Linked DNA regions of Mus musculus: regions 1, 2 and 3 are each linked to region 4. The links are chromatin contacts, called in public promoter capture Hi-C maps. All regions are on one chromosome and are shown on one strand. The core of a region is the stretch at or near the end of the contact, and the rest is flanking DNA. Distances in the headings are between cores, read along the strand shown.

What was found. Promoter capture Hi-C pulls out the DNA fragments that hold promoters and counts their contacts.
Region 1: a contact with region 4 is called in a promoter capture Hi-C map of embryonic stem cells, with 7 times the contacts expected there. A contact is called at or near these places in 6 of 39 promoter capture datasets (the C10 cell line, the HPC-7 cell line, cranial neural crest and 2 more), 1 of 484 Hi-C or Micro-C datasets (B cells), 4 of 130 datasets of targeted methods (double positive thymocytes, embryonic stem cells, pancreatic cancer cells and 1 more) and 1 of 9 other capture datasets (macrophages).
Region 2: a promoter capture Hi-C map of pre-B cells shows a contact between it and region 4, with 2.9 times the contacts expected there. A contact is called at or near these places in 6 of 39 promoter capture datasets (embryonic stem cells, hematopoietic stem and progenitor cells, hippocampal neurons and 2 more), 1 of 484 Hi-C or Micro-C datasets (B cells), 4 of 130 datasets of targeted methods (large pre-B cells, pancreatic cancer cells, stem cell-derived neural progenitor cells and 1 more) and 2 of 9 other capture datasets (macrophages and pancreatic islet).
Region 3: a promoter capture Hi-C map of trophoblast stem cells shows a contact between it and region 4, with 5 times the contacts expected there. A contact is called at or near these places in 4 of 39 promoter capture datasets (cranial neural crest, embryonic stem cells, hematopoietic stem and progenitor cells and 1 more) and 3 of 130 datasets of targeted methods (astrocytes, pancreatic cancer cells and trophoblast stem cells).

What each region holds. Positions count from the first base shown.
Region 1 is chr19:6,968,234-6,971,332 of GRCm38.p6, reverse strand. Plcb3 (phospholipase C, beta 3) reads left to right here and starts at 1,519. Exons shown (of 31, transcript NM_001290349.1): 1 at 1,519-1,786. The coding sequence starts at 1,688. It overlaps Gm52400 (a long non-coding RNA gene), which reads right to left and starts at 2,637. Exons shown (of 3, transcript XR_003952919.1): 1 at 2,489-2,637; 2 at 1,233-1,339.
Region 2 is chr19:7,216,344-7,219,365 of GRCm38.p6, reverse strand. Cox8a (cytochrome c oxidase subunit 8A) reads left to right here and starts at 1,750. Exons shown (of 2, transcript NM_007750.2): 1 at 1,750-1,967. The coding sequence starts at 1,854.
Region 3 is chr19:10,016,824-10,020,113 of GRCm38.p6, reverse strand. It overlaps Rab3il1 (RAB3A interacting protein (rabin3)-like 1), which reads right to left and starts at 1,920. Exons shown (of 10, transcript NM_144538.3): 1 at 1,755-1,920. The coding sequence starts at 1,765.
Region 4 is chr19:8,772,743-8,776,106 of GRCm38.p6, reverse strand. It overlaps Tmem179b (transmembrane protein 179B), which reads left to right and starts at 1,640. Exons shown (of 5, transcript NM_026325.3): 1 at 1,640-1,772; 2 at 2,415-2,602; 3 at 2,683-2,817; 4 at 3,001-3,079; 5 at 3,273-3,364. The coding sequence starts at 1,677. Taf6l (TATA-box binding protein associated factor 6 like) reads left to right here. Exons shown (of 12, transcript NM_146092.2): 11 at 589-717; 12 at 817-1,753. The coding sequence ends at 1,578. It also overlaps the pseudogene Gm2518.

The DNA.
Region 1 (3,099 bases), core at 270-2,769, 1.8 Mb after region 4:
AGTTTCTTTTCTACCTGTCACCCGTCTACAGAGGGGTGTGTGTTTATTGCACTGTGATAACTAGCTCCTGGATAAGGGAGTCCTGGATTTGAAAGCAAGCCTGTGGGTAGAGGCCAATCTCCACTCTTAATGGTTCTGATCTCTGGAGGAGGTGGGTGGTAGTTGGAGCTCTGAAGGGGTATTTTCTTATAGTCCTTGTGGAGGAGGAGAAGGAGGAGGAGGAGGAGAAGGAAGAAGAAGAGGAGGGAGATGACAGGCCTGCACCCCCCCCCCTTTTCTCCTACAGACCAGGGAGCAGAGGCAGGAAGCAGAAAGAGGGGTTAAATCCTCTCAGGAAGCTGTGTGACCTTGGGCAAGTCCCTTCCCCTCTCTGGGCCTCAAGTGGAGATAACAATCACACCACTGCACAAGGCCACAGCCAAAGACAACTAGATTCATTAAGTTTGCCGCCATGATGGCGATTTGGAGGACAGCCAGTGCCAGGCAGGGCTCCTCTGGAGGCCTGAGCGCCTGGGGCAAAGGCGCCGGTAGGGAAGCTCCTCCTTAGCCGACCCTCCTCCCCCAGAGCTAGCTCCAACTCTTTCTGGGTTTCTAGGTGACTTGGCTGGCCCCTCTGGATGAGTTCTACTTTAAACCTGCTGCTGCTGCCTCCTCTGTATTGGGGGGGCTCCCACAGGGGCCCCCAGGCAGGAGCCCCCCCAGCCAAGCCCTGCGGGGGGGGCTACAGCCCCCACCCCGGCCGGTGCCCATGGGTCTGCCCCTTCGGTTCCTCAGATCACTGGAACACAGATTTCAGGGCACCTGCTGTGGGCCAGGAGCTGCACAACCCCTCCTTTGGGGACACCCACGAGGCTTCTGCCACCTCTGGGCAAACAACCATCTTTCACTATGTTCAACTAAGAGGTTCACTGAGACTGGCTCCCGTCACAGGGTCAGCAGCACAAGAACTGCGGCAAGGTTTTCTCTGGAAAACCAGGATGCCTGGGTCCTCAAAGGAGGTGGCAGCTCCAGGCCTCCAGAGCTAGGGACGGGGGAGGGGCGCCTGCCGGCGGGAGGCCCATTAGCCAGCTAAGTGCTCCCTGGGAGGGGGGACTGTGCTGCAGCAGGAGGGGGAGAGGCAAAGTGAGGGCACGCGGGTGGAGTGGGATGGAGAGAGATGGGGTGACGACGTTTCCTGAGCTCATTAAGTGCGGTAGGAGTCGGGTTGAGGACAAGGGTCTGTGTCCCCTAACCTTATTATCTTCGCCTTTTCCACCTGAGTCCTCAACCGGCTGACCTTGGCATGTCTTGAGCGGCTCCAACACCCGTCTTTCCAGGTGCACCCTCAATAGCACTTTATCTAAGACAAAAAAAAGAGAGTCCTACTGAGTCAGCCGGCCAACAAAGACCCCCCCCATTCCATCCATCATCCCTTTGGCTGCAGTCGCCGCCCCAACCGCGAGGGGGCGCCGCCGTGGGTCGGGCGGCACCATAGCGGTGGGAGGGGGCGGCACCGCCCGACGGGGCGGGGCTCTGCGGGGGCGGGGCCGGGCGCCGAGTCTCCGGTCCGTCCGGGACAGACTGGCTGGCGGGCGGGCGCTGACGCCGCGGGGCCAGAGCGGGCCGCGCGGGAGCGTGTGGAGAGAGCAGTGGCACCGTCGGTTCCCGTCGGGGCTCCGTAGGTCCCCGAGCCGCCCCTGGCTTAGCCATGGCGGGCGCGAGGCCCGGCGTCCACGCGCTGCAGCTGGAGCCGCCCACCGTGGTGGAGACCCTGCGGCGCGGGAGTAAGTTCATCAAATGGGACGAGGTAAGTGAGTGGGCTGTCCTCTGCTCTGCCTAGATCGAAGGATTCCTTCAGTCACATTCGACTAGATGAATGCCAGGGACCCCCACTTCAGTGTTGCCTGACCACCTCACCCCCTATTCCAGCCTTGTTGCACTCCGGAAACTTGAGTCCCCTGTTGTCCTGGTAATTGAAGACTTTGTCGTTGTCCCCGCTCTTCTCCCCCGCAAGACAGTAGCTGTGGTCAATTGGGCTCTTCTTGGCATGGAGACTTTGAACCCCTGTAAATCCTGTCCTTCTTCTCACTCTTTTCCACCCTTGCCAACGATGAATATCAAAGTCTCCATGCTGGTTCTTAGTTTTTGGTCTGGTCCCCAGACCCCTGTTCCTGGCACAGGACCCCCATGGGGGCATAGGACATCCTTGCCTTGGGTGGGGTGCCACTGGGATCCTACTCTTCTCAGTGCCTCGCTTGCCTGAGCCATTATAGTCATCCCTTTCCAGCCTGCCCTGGTTGATACCCTTTCGTCCTGCTTCTGGATTCCAGCGAGCTTTCTGTTCAGATGGGAGCACCGAGCCACCCCTTACCGGAGACTTTGTTCCTTTCCAGGTTCCTCCAACTCTGGGAACTTTGCTCCCCACTCCTTAACTTAGTGACTTTGAACCTCAATAAATCCTGGTCCCCACTTTTTATTGCTTTCTCTCAGGTACTTCCCTGATACTCACCTGCGGCTTCTTATCTAGATATCACGTCTCACCCACGTTTCTGTACTGTTCCCTCTCCTACCCCCTGGGCTCCTTGCTCCCTAGGGCCTCAACTCAGGCGGCCTGAGTTTCCTTACTGTTCCTTCCCAGTCGGGCCATAGGCCTGGAAGACGCTGGGTTTCTTTCCGGCAGGGTGGGGCAGGAGTGAGAACTAAGGGGAGGGGCTGGGGGCGTGGCCTTAGCTGCAGGTGTGCTGGGCAAGGGTGGGTACCCCCGGGGCCCCAGGATACCCCTTCCCCCAGGCCAGACTAAAGGGAAAAGTTTCTCCTTTTCCTTGCAGTGTGATAAACCCAAATAAGGAAGTGGAAACAAGGAGAGGGCCTGGGTTGGGGTGGGGGTGCTGAACAAAGTTTGGAACTGAAGAGCCAGAGCCCTGGGTGGCCTTTGGAGGTTAGGCCCCTGAAGATGGTGCCACAGGGGCTACAGGGACAGTACCCACAAGTTTCCCCCTTTCTAGCACTATTGGTGGCTAGCTGGTCAGGCCTAGGGCAAGGTTTGGAATCTCCTGGAGGGGTTGGGACCTGGTGTCCTCTGATTAAGAGTTGAAGGATTATGAGTCCCATGGGTTTAGG
Region 2 (3,022 bases), core at 501-3,000, 1.6 Mb after region 4:
CCCGTAAGGAGATCTGACTCCCTCTTCTGGAGTGTCTGAAGACAGCTACAATGTACTTACATATAATAAATAAATAAATCTTAAAAAAAAAAAAAAAAAAAAAACTTTAAAAAAAGAAGATTTACCAGGCTGGCCTCAAACTCAGACACTCCAGAAGAGGGAGTCAGATCTCGTTACAGATGGTTGTGAGCCACCACGTGGTTGCTGGGATTTGAACTCCGGACCTTCGGAAGAGCAGTTGGGTGCTCTTACCCACTGAGCCATCTCACCAGCCCCAATAAATCTTTTTAAAAAAGAAAGAAAAGGTGTTCTAGGTAGAATGTAAAGAGTAAAAAGTCCAAAATCTGGAAGGGTGGAGAAGAGACCTAGGAGCAAGGACAAAAAACAAGCGATATTGAGAAGTCAGACAGAAGGGCAATATCCAAGATCCGGGCCTTGTCTAGAAAGCAATGGGGAGGGCTGGCAAGATGGCTCAGTGGATAAGAGCACTTACTGCTCTTCCGAAGGTCCTGAGTTCAAATCCCATTGGAGGCCCTCTTCTGGTGCATCTGAAGTCAGCTACAGTGTACTTATGTATTAATAATAAATAAATCTTTGTGCCAGAGCAAGCAGGGACTGAGTTTACAGGAGCGAGCAGAGCTGACCGGAGCAAGCAGAGGTCTTAAAAATTCAGATCCCAACAGTGACATGAAGACTCACAACCATCTGTATAGACACAGTGTAATCACATACATAAATATTTTTTTAAAGAAAGCAATGGGGAACCACTTGATCAGGTATTTGTCTAGTAAAACAAGAAGGAAGGAGAGAGGAGAAAGGAACAGAAAGAATAAAGGCAGAAGGGAGACAGGGGATAAAGAAGAGAAAGAAGAGAGGCAACAAGGCATGGAACATAGGAATAGAAGCAGAAAAGTTCAAGGTCATTCTCATCTACACGGTTTTAGGACAGCCTGGGCTACTGGAGACCTTAAAAAACCAAAACTGGCCGGGCGTGGTGGCGCATGCCTTTAATCCCAGCACTCGGGAGGCAGAGGCAGGCGGATTTCTGAGTTCAAGGACAGCCTAGTCTACAGAGTGAGTTCCAGGACAGCCAGGGCTACAGAGAGAAACCCTGTCTCGAAAAACAGAGAACAAAACAAAACAAAACAAAACTGTCCTAACACACACAAAAGGAGGAAAGCAGAAGTTGAGAACAGTTACCAGTTATGTGGAAACGGGTTTCTGAGAGGATAACAGTAAATGACAGGAGTCTCGGGGCTGGAGAGAGAGCTCAGCGCTTAGAAGCACTCGCTGCTCTTGCAGAGGTCCAGTTCAGTTCAGTTCCCAGCATCCACAAGATTACTCACTATTGCCTGAACTCCAGTTCCAGAGGATCCAACACCCTCTTTTGGCCTCTCTGCGTTCTGCATACACAGATGAACATGCTGACAAAACACTCATAAAGTAAAACTATGTTTTTAAAACTAGAGGCTTACTGGTGGCGAGCTGGAGTCACTAGTACAGTGCTGGCAGAGAGAGGATCCTAGTTAAATGAATGGAGGGAGGAGCCAAGGAGTCAATAGACTTGTAGCTTGTGTGATTGGGTGGCTATGCGTGTCACTCTCGAAGAAAGTGGAGGTGGGAGCAAAGGTGTCTCATTTCTCCTCCCATCTGTGTAGGATGATGTCGGTTGGTTGTTTCGAGGAGCGCGCCAAAAACAGCCCAGGCGGGCGAGGGGGCTTGTCCCGACGTCATTTCCGAAATACTTCCGGCTCGGGCGTCCGGCAACTTCAGCGCCGGAACTTCCGGCTGGTTCGGCCATCTTGACTCCCTGACCTTGGACTGGTCCTCGTCCGTGGTCGTTCCGCGCCGTCATGTCTGTCCTGACGCCACTGCTGCTGAGGAGCCTGACCGGCTCGGCCCGGCGGCTCATGGTGCCGCGGGCTCAGGTCCACTCGAAGCCGGCGCGGGAGCAGCTCGGGGTCCTGGTGAGCGGGACGGACCGGGAGCGGGGAGGTGGGCGAACTGTGGTAGCCTGCGACATTGGCTTAGGCCTGTCCTCAAGGCATGGATGAGACAGTCGCTCGGCTGCTCCTAAGCCCTAGGTATTTTTCCCAAGTTCCTGGATGTCAGGTCAGCCCGCTAGTTTGTTTACTCTGTTCGGCCTCTCTAAACCCGTCTCTCCTTCCATTCCCCCCCCCCCCCCACCGCAGGGGAGGGCATGCCTGGTAACTGGCAGCGACGTCATGGTTGTTACTGCTACATTTTATTATTAAGGAGGGCTGCAGAGTTCACCAGGTCTACATTCCCAGAGATGTAGGAGCATTTAGATACTAGGACAATTTTTACTTTTAAAACATTAGTTTAAAAACATGAGGCAGGGTCTCTTGTAGCCCAGGCTGACCACATTTGACTTTGAAGCGATAATCTCTTTAGTGCTGGGATAACAGGCCTGTGCCATCACTTGTGGTTTATGTGGTGCTGGGGATCAAGCCCGGGACTTTGTGTTAGGCAAGCACTTTCTTAATACTACACCGCAGCCTAGGCCCCCCCATCCCTCCCTTTTTTGGAGCTCTTCTGTTTTAAGTGACAATGGGTCATGAATCCAGATATCTGGGCATTGAATTAGGGGTAGAACCAAAGCACTGCCACTGAAGAAACAGTGACAACCAAGCCATGCCCTCTCTTACGCCCATTTAGTGGGAGGTTGAGGCATGAAAACAGAGCTCGGGAATTCAGGCCAGCTTGGGCAACATACTGAGACTCTGTCTCAAAAACAAGAGTCTGGGGGCTGGAAAGATGGCGTTTGGTGCATAGCCTCATGAAGACTGGTTCAGGTTCCAGCACCCATATAACAAGCTTGTAACTCCAGCTCCAACGCATCTGACATCCCGTCCTGACCTTGGGTAAGCATGCAAACACATACCTGTGCTCACACACATGCATCATACAAATATAGATAAAACACATCTTTAAAAGATACAAAACCCCAGCAGGGCAGTGTGGCACACGCCTATAATCCAGCACTTATGCTATAGAAGCT
Region 3 (3,290 bases), core at 671-3,170, 1.2 Mb before region 4:
GCCATTAATTCAGAGTTCAAGGTTTACCCTCAGAAGGATCTCTACTCCTGGCTCCTACAGGGCCCAGTCACTTCTGCTTATCGCCATTTAGGACTCTGCCATAAACAAAACACCATAGCTCAGTTCAATTTACAGTAGGAAGCCAACCTCCAGAAACCCCAGAATGGCCGGGCTCCAAGCTTTCCTGGGCTAGGATACATACCTCCTAGGATATACCTCTTAGAGCTGACATGACCCGGAGCATGGTCCCTCTCACCTTCTGCAGGGAGTGGAGTGCTCCAAGGCCCCTAAGTCCCCAGAACATTCTAGACACTCAGACTCGGATCCCTATGTCCAAGGGCTGGGAAGACGGCTCAGTGGGTAAGAAGGCTCTCTGTGTAAGCCTGAGGACCCAAGTTCAGATCCCAGTGTGGTCATCATATGCACCAGCAAGCTCAGCACTGCGAGGGGACACAGCACCGTGAGAATCACTGGCATATACTCGCCACCAGCTTGGCTCAACAAGTTCCAGGTTCAGTGAGAGACCTGGGAATACAGAGAGAGACAGGACACCTGACATCTCCTCTGACCCTCCTCCTCCCCCAAAGTGCTCAAGCTGGCTCCAACCCAGAGAAGGGGGTGTTGTTACCCTGAGGGCCATACAGCAATTGTCTCGGTCCACCCAGCAGAAAGGCTCACAGCTTCCTTCAGACCAGGCTGCTCCTCAAACACACAGCCCCAGGCACATGCATTCCTCCAAGCACAATTGCCTCCACCAGAGGCAGGCACCAGGAACCCACCCAAAACACTTCCCAAGCCTAGCTAGCCTCCTTCCCTGGAGCAACTCTCCAAGAAACACAGGCTGACTTCTGCTCCCTCTAAAAGATCAAGCCAGCCCACACCCCACAGGAGCTCAGTTCTAGTGCCCTGGCCGTGTCGAAGCTGCATGGTTCCCCTAGCATTTCGACTCCAATCAGCTGGGGTCCGTGAGAGTAAATAGATCTCACCTGTTCCCCTCCCCAGGGCTCTCCTCCTTCCGCCTATCCTCTGCCTATCCTGAAACAGTCCTTAGCAGGAACAACCGCAAGACCTAGTCTTTGCAGTCCTGGAAGGAGGAGGCGTTTGTCTATTTAGACAAGAAAGAACATCAACCTATGTGAACAGGGAGCAAGGTCTCCTCCTATTAGACTGGCCAAGAACAGGAGTCAGCTTCAAGAACCGATGGCCCTAACAGATGGAAGTGAGGATGAGGGGTGGGAAAGGGGTTCACCCAGGACTCAGGGTCTGTGCCTATCTCCCTCCAGACTGTGGGAAGGTACCACCCACCTCACATCTTGAATCAGAAGGTTCTAGTCAACTAGCTAGGGATGGACCTTGGAGAGACACAGCTAGCTTTCTCAACTGCACTGCTTCTCCAGAGTTCATGGGTGTGCTCTCCTTTAAATACGTGCCCCAGATTTACTTTTGAGGTATGCATACTACTATGCACCACCCCCACTACCACTTCTCTCATGCACTCCACTGGAGCTAGGAGTTGGAGGGGGTCACCCTTCTCACCCTGGGGCAACTCAGATCGGTCCTGCCAAGGTCCTTTCAGCTCTCGGGCTGCAGTGTGTCCTCATGCTACAATGCACCTCGCTGCTGCAGGCAGGGCTGAGAGTACAGATTATCTCCCAAGTGGGGTGCAAACAACAGCAGTGAGCCCCTGTTCACCCATCCCAGGAGGCCAGCACGGCCCAGACGGAGCGCAGAGCCACCGGCGTGCAGGGACCTACCCGCTCCACATCCCAGCGTCTCCGCCGTAGCCGCGTCCTCGCGCGCCGCCAACTCTGCCGGGGGCCCCAGAGCTGCCCTGCCGCCTGTCAATCGCTCCACCGCCAGTCTGTCCCGCTGGCCGCCCTGGGTTTGCGGCTCCGCCCCACCGGAGCCCTTCCCCTGCCCTGGGCGGGTCACGTGTCTGAGAGGCGGGCCCCAGGCCACGTGCCCGGTCCCGCCCCTTTGCCGGCCCAGCCCTGTCCCTCTTGCTGCCTGGGGACAATGACCCGCCAGAGTGAACGGGACTGGTTCCATCATCTTGCATCCAGAGCTGGCCTCCGCCTTTCCCTATCACTTTCTGCCTTGCACTTTTGGTCCACCCTTGTTTGAGAACCTACAATGGCTCTCGGGGGTGGTCTCAGCTCTGTTTCTCGCTCAGATTGTCACTCAAAGTGGACAAACAGCTCCTGTACCCTCATTCAGACTTCTAGCCCTGTTACCGGTCTCTGGAGCTCTTAGATGGCATCAATCCCTGATTGACACTGGGCTTCTGGGAAGGGGGCGGGGCAGACCCTGAACAAGTTATCATTCGTTGAGCAGTTTAAGCTAAGAGAGCGCTACCTTGGCCCAATCTTACCAGCTCTACTTCCAGGTCCCTCCTCTTGCATCTCTGAATACTCTGTTCGTCCCTGCCTTTCAAGCCATCCTAAGCACAGGAGACGTCTCTGCCAACTTCGCTAGCACCTGTCTGTCCCAGGTACTTAAAAAAAGATTTGTAAAAAGCTTAGTCACCTGTCCCTCAGTTCCTATGCCCTCCTTTTATCCTGGCTCTAACCACTGACCTGAATGAAGTTCAGCCTCAGATCAGGATCCAATAAGTAGAGCCCATAGTCAACCTCTCCTTGAGTACTGCTAGACCAGCTCCCACAGGCAGCGTCTACAGTGCTCCCTGGGCTTGTAAGAACACATTTCACTCATCCATCTACACAACAGCCGCCCCTTCTGAACTGCTAAGGACCACGTGAAACGAAGAAATTCTCCAGGCTGGAACCCCAGCCTCCCTCTCTCCTTTCCCTTAGCCCCCTCTTCTCTGAGGGTGTTGGTCATGTACCACCTAGATTGGTCTCCAGCTTCTGGGCTGAACTAATACTTTCTCCTCAGCTCCCTCAGTGACTACGACCACACGCTTGGCTTATGGAATTCCAGTATGGTAAATGGTAGGAGAATGGGAGACCTGCTTTAAAGGACCTCTACTGCCAGAACCTTGACTTGCCTAGGACCCATCTTCACCAACTAATAGTGGCTCTTTTCAAAACAGAAAAGCCAGGGTGTGGTGGCACACACCTTTAATCCCAGCATTCTGGAGGCAAAGACAGGCAAGATCTCTGAGTTCAAGGCCAGCCTGCTCTACAATGTGAGTTCCAGGACAGCTAGGACTGTTACACAGAAAAACTCTGTCTCAAAAAGCCAAAAAAACAAACCAAAATAAAACCCTGCAACAACAAAAGAACCCCCCCCCCCAAACAACACAACACAACACAACACAGAAAAAGAGT
Region 4 (3,364 bases), core at 391-2,890:
ATTGTCAAATGTTTATGCTCTGGATGAGTGATCCAAGTCTACCTTATATGTCAAAGCCCATCTCTAATGTCATTGTCTTTGTTAAGCATGTTTTGCCCCCAGATGATTACACCATTTAAAACTTTACAAAGTCATGTGTAGTAGTACACTGCCTGTATAATCCCAGTTTGGGAAATGAAAGAAAGGGAATTCTCATGAATTCAAGGCCCAGTCTGGGCTCCCAGTATTGTTTTTATGTGTGTGGTCTAAACTCAGCTCTCATTTCTCTAACAAGTACACCACTTCCTTACTGATTGTATTTACTAGCAGTCTGCAAACAATTTCTGTGTCTTAATGATTTAATTATGCCTAAATAGCTCAGAGTAAATGCCAGTAATGGGGCTTTTTAATATTGCATGTATTTGTATGTTTTGATCCCTTATGCTTACCAAAAGCTTATGCATACAATAGATCCCAGAGACGTGGGATATGTCAATAAGGAAATAGAGGACTGAGCCCTGTCAAAAATTGAGTGGATCTTTTGTGGGAAAGGGCACTGAAGAGGGCATTTGGAACAAGGTTGCTTGACTGCAGTCCTTTGCATTCCAGGCAGTGGAGCGAGTCCTCTACCCACATCTGCCCACTTACTGGACAAACTTGCAGGCTGTGCTGGATGACTATTCCGTATCTAATGCCCAGGTCAAAGCGGACGGGCACAAAGTGTATGGAGCCATTCTGGTGAGTTAGCAGTCCCACCTTCTCTTTCCTGCAGGAGCTTAGCAGATTTACTTTGCCATGGCTCTTGGGCCCAGGTTCCTCTTAGCTCTCTGTTTACAGGTGGCCGTAGAACGACTATTGAAGATGAAAGCTCAGGCAGCAGAGCCCAACCGCGGTGGCCTTGGCGGGAGAGGGTACCGTCCTGCGGAGGACCTGCCTTGGGACAGCCTTCTCCTACAAGAATCTCCCCCCGGGGGCAGCTCCGAAACAGGTTTTGGGTCTGGTCTCCCGCCACCATCAGGGGTTGCGGGACCAGAGGACCCTTCTTCCTTGACCCTGGCAGACATCTACCGTGAGCTATACTCCTTCTTTGGTGACAGCTTGGCCACTCGCTTTGGCACTGGCCAGCCTGCTCCCACGGCCCCGCGACCACCCGGAGACAAGAAGGAGCCTGCGGCTGCCCCGGATTCGGTGCGGAAAATGCCGCAGCTGACTGCCAGCGCCGTGGTCAGCCCTCAGGGTGACGAAAGCCCGTGCGGTGGGACTCTCGCCACCGCCACCGCCGCCTCGGAGAGCAGGCCGCTACCGCGCGTACACCGGGCGCGGGGTGCTCCTCGTCAGCAGGGCCCCGGCGCGGGAACGCGAGACGTCTTCCAGAAGAGCCGCTTCGCGCCCCGTGGCGCCCCACACTTCCGGTTTATAATCGCAGGGCGTCAGGCCGGGCGGCGCTGCCGCGGGCGCCTCTTTCAAACTGCCTTTCCTGCCCCATATGGGCCCAGCCCCGCGTCCCGCTACGTGCAGAAGCTGCCCATGATCGGCCGTACCGGCCGCCCGGCCCGCCGCTGGGCGCTCTCCGACTACTCGCTGTACCTGCCGCTGTGAGGTTGCGGCGCCTCGGAGAATAAAGCCACACCCGGAAGTGACGTGTCTATGCTCGTGGGCGGGGCTTGGGTGGTTGTCTTCCTGGTAGCCTGGGCGCCATGGCGCTGCCCTGGTTGCAGCGAGTTGAGCTCTTGCTCTTCACTGCCGCCTTCCTGTGCGGGGCTTTGGCGGCCGCGACGCTGACCCGGACCCAGGTGCGGCTGCGGGGGCGGGCTGGCCTTGGGGTCCAGCAGGCTTGCGTAGGGGGTTGGACAGGGTGACTACACTGGACCTGGGGTTAGAACGTTCCAAAGTTGTTTCCTCTCCAGAGGAACTGGACAAGCTTCCAGTCGAGCTTCATAAGCTACTAGGGTTTTGAGACACACAGGCCGTCTCTGCATCCACCCAGTAATAGGAACATTTGTGGAAAAAAAAAAAAAACAGTGTAGCAGAGAAATCGTGATTGTTAACAAAGTATGTGAAGTGAGGAAACATACAACTGTGTACATTTGAGTCTTGCCTACTGCTGGGTAGTTTTGGTGATAGAATACTTTGAATCACTATAGGAGTCTAAAACACCTACTTTTACAGATTAGTAGAGTTTATTGTTAAGGGACACACAAAGTCAGCGTTTACTTAGAACTCCTACTCACAGAGAAGGGCAAACTTGTGATTTCCCTTAGGTTCCTTATATTTATAGCCTTTTGAATTCGGATCCTTCTGGGCCCTGAGATTTTGTTCCCAGCAGATCCATCAGTCTCCCCGTTCATCTCAACTTGTGAACTAGTCCTTACATATGACAGAAACCTACATCTCGGGTACTGAACTGAAATGGACTTAACAGCTTCTCTCCACAGGGCTCCTTTGGTGGTAACTGTCCCTTGTATGGTGTGGCTGCACTCAATGGCTCCTCTCTGGCCTTGTTAGGTCCCTCAGCCCCTTCCCTCTGCTACTTCGTGGCTGGGGCTTCAGGCATCTTGGCACTCTACTGCCTTCTGCTTCTCTTCTTCTGGGTCTACAGCAGCTGCATCGAAGACTCCCACAGGTGATTGCCCTACTGATGACAAAGGGCCGAGGTTGAGATGAGTCCCACCTCGGCCACCAAGCTTGTTTTCTCTTTCTCAGAGGTTCTATAGGGCTCCGAATTGCTTTGGCCATCTCAGCTACAGCCATCTTCCTGATCTTAGTGTCTGCCTGTATACTTCGATTTGGCACCAATTCTTTCTGCAATTCCATCATCTCCTTGAACCTTACAATTAGGTAACGGGAGAGGGAGGGAAGCCTGACAGGGACTGTCCTTCTGTAGGGGACATGTCAGTCATTTAAGTTCCTACTTTATCCCCTTCCTCTGGCCCTTATCTCTGAGGACACAGATGTGCTTAGAGCATGTCCGTCTCCTCCCCGCCCCTTCTCACAACTTGTTTCTTTAACCTTGTTTCACAGCTGCTCTGAAGCCCAGAAAACCTCATGGACACCTTCAGGAACTGCTGTGCAGTTTTACTCCAACCTACATACTGCTGAAGTGAGACACAGGGATACGCTAAGATTAAGCAACTGTAGCTTAAGCGTGTTCACCATGTAATATGTGCTTGGCTGTACTTCATTCACAAGCTCAAAGTAGCTATGGGGCTTGTCACCTTAGTCTGATCAATGTTGTGTGGGTAGGACTGGATTGGAGCCGGCTTCCCACCTCATACTCCTGTTCTCTTTCACAGACCTCTTCTTGGGTGAATCTGATATTGTGGTGTCTGGCTTTGCTGCTCCAGGCCATGCAGTGCAAGTTTAAAGCCACATCATACCAGCCCCA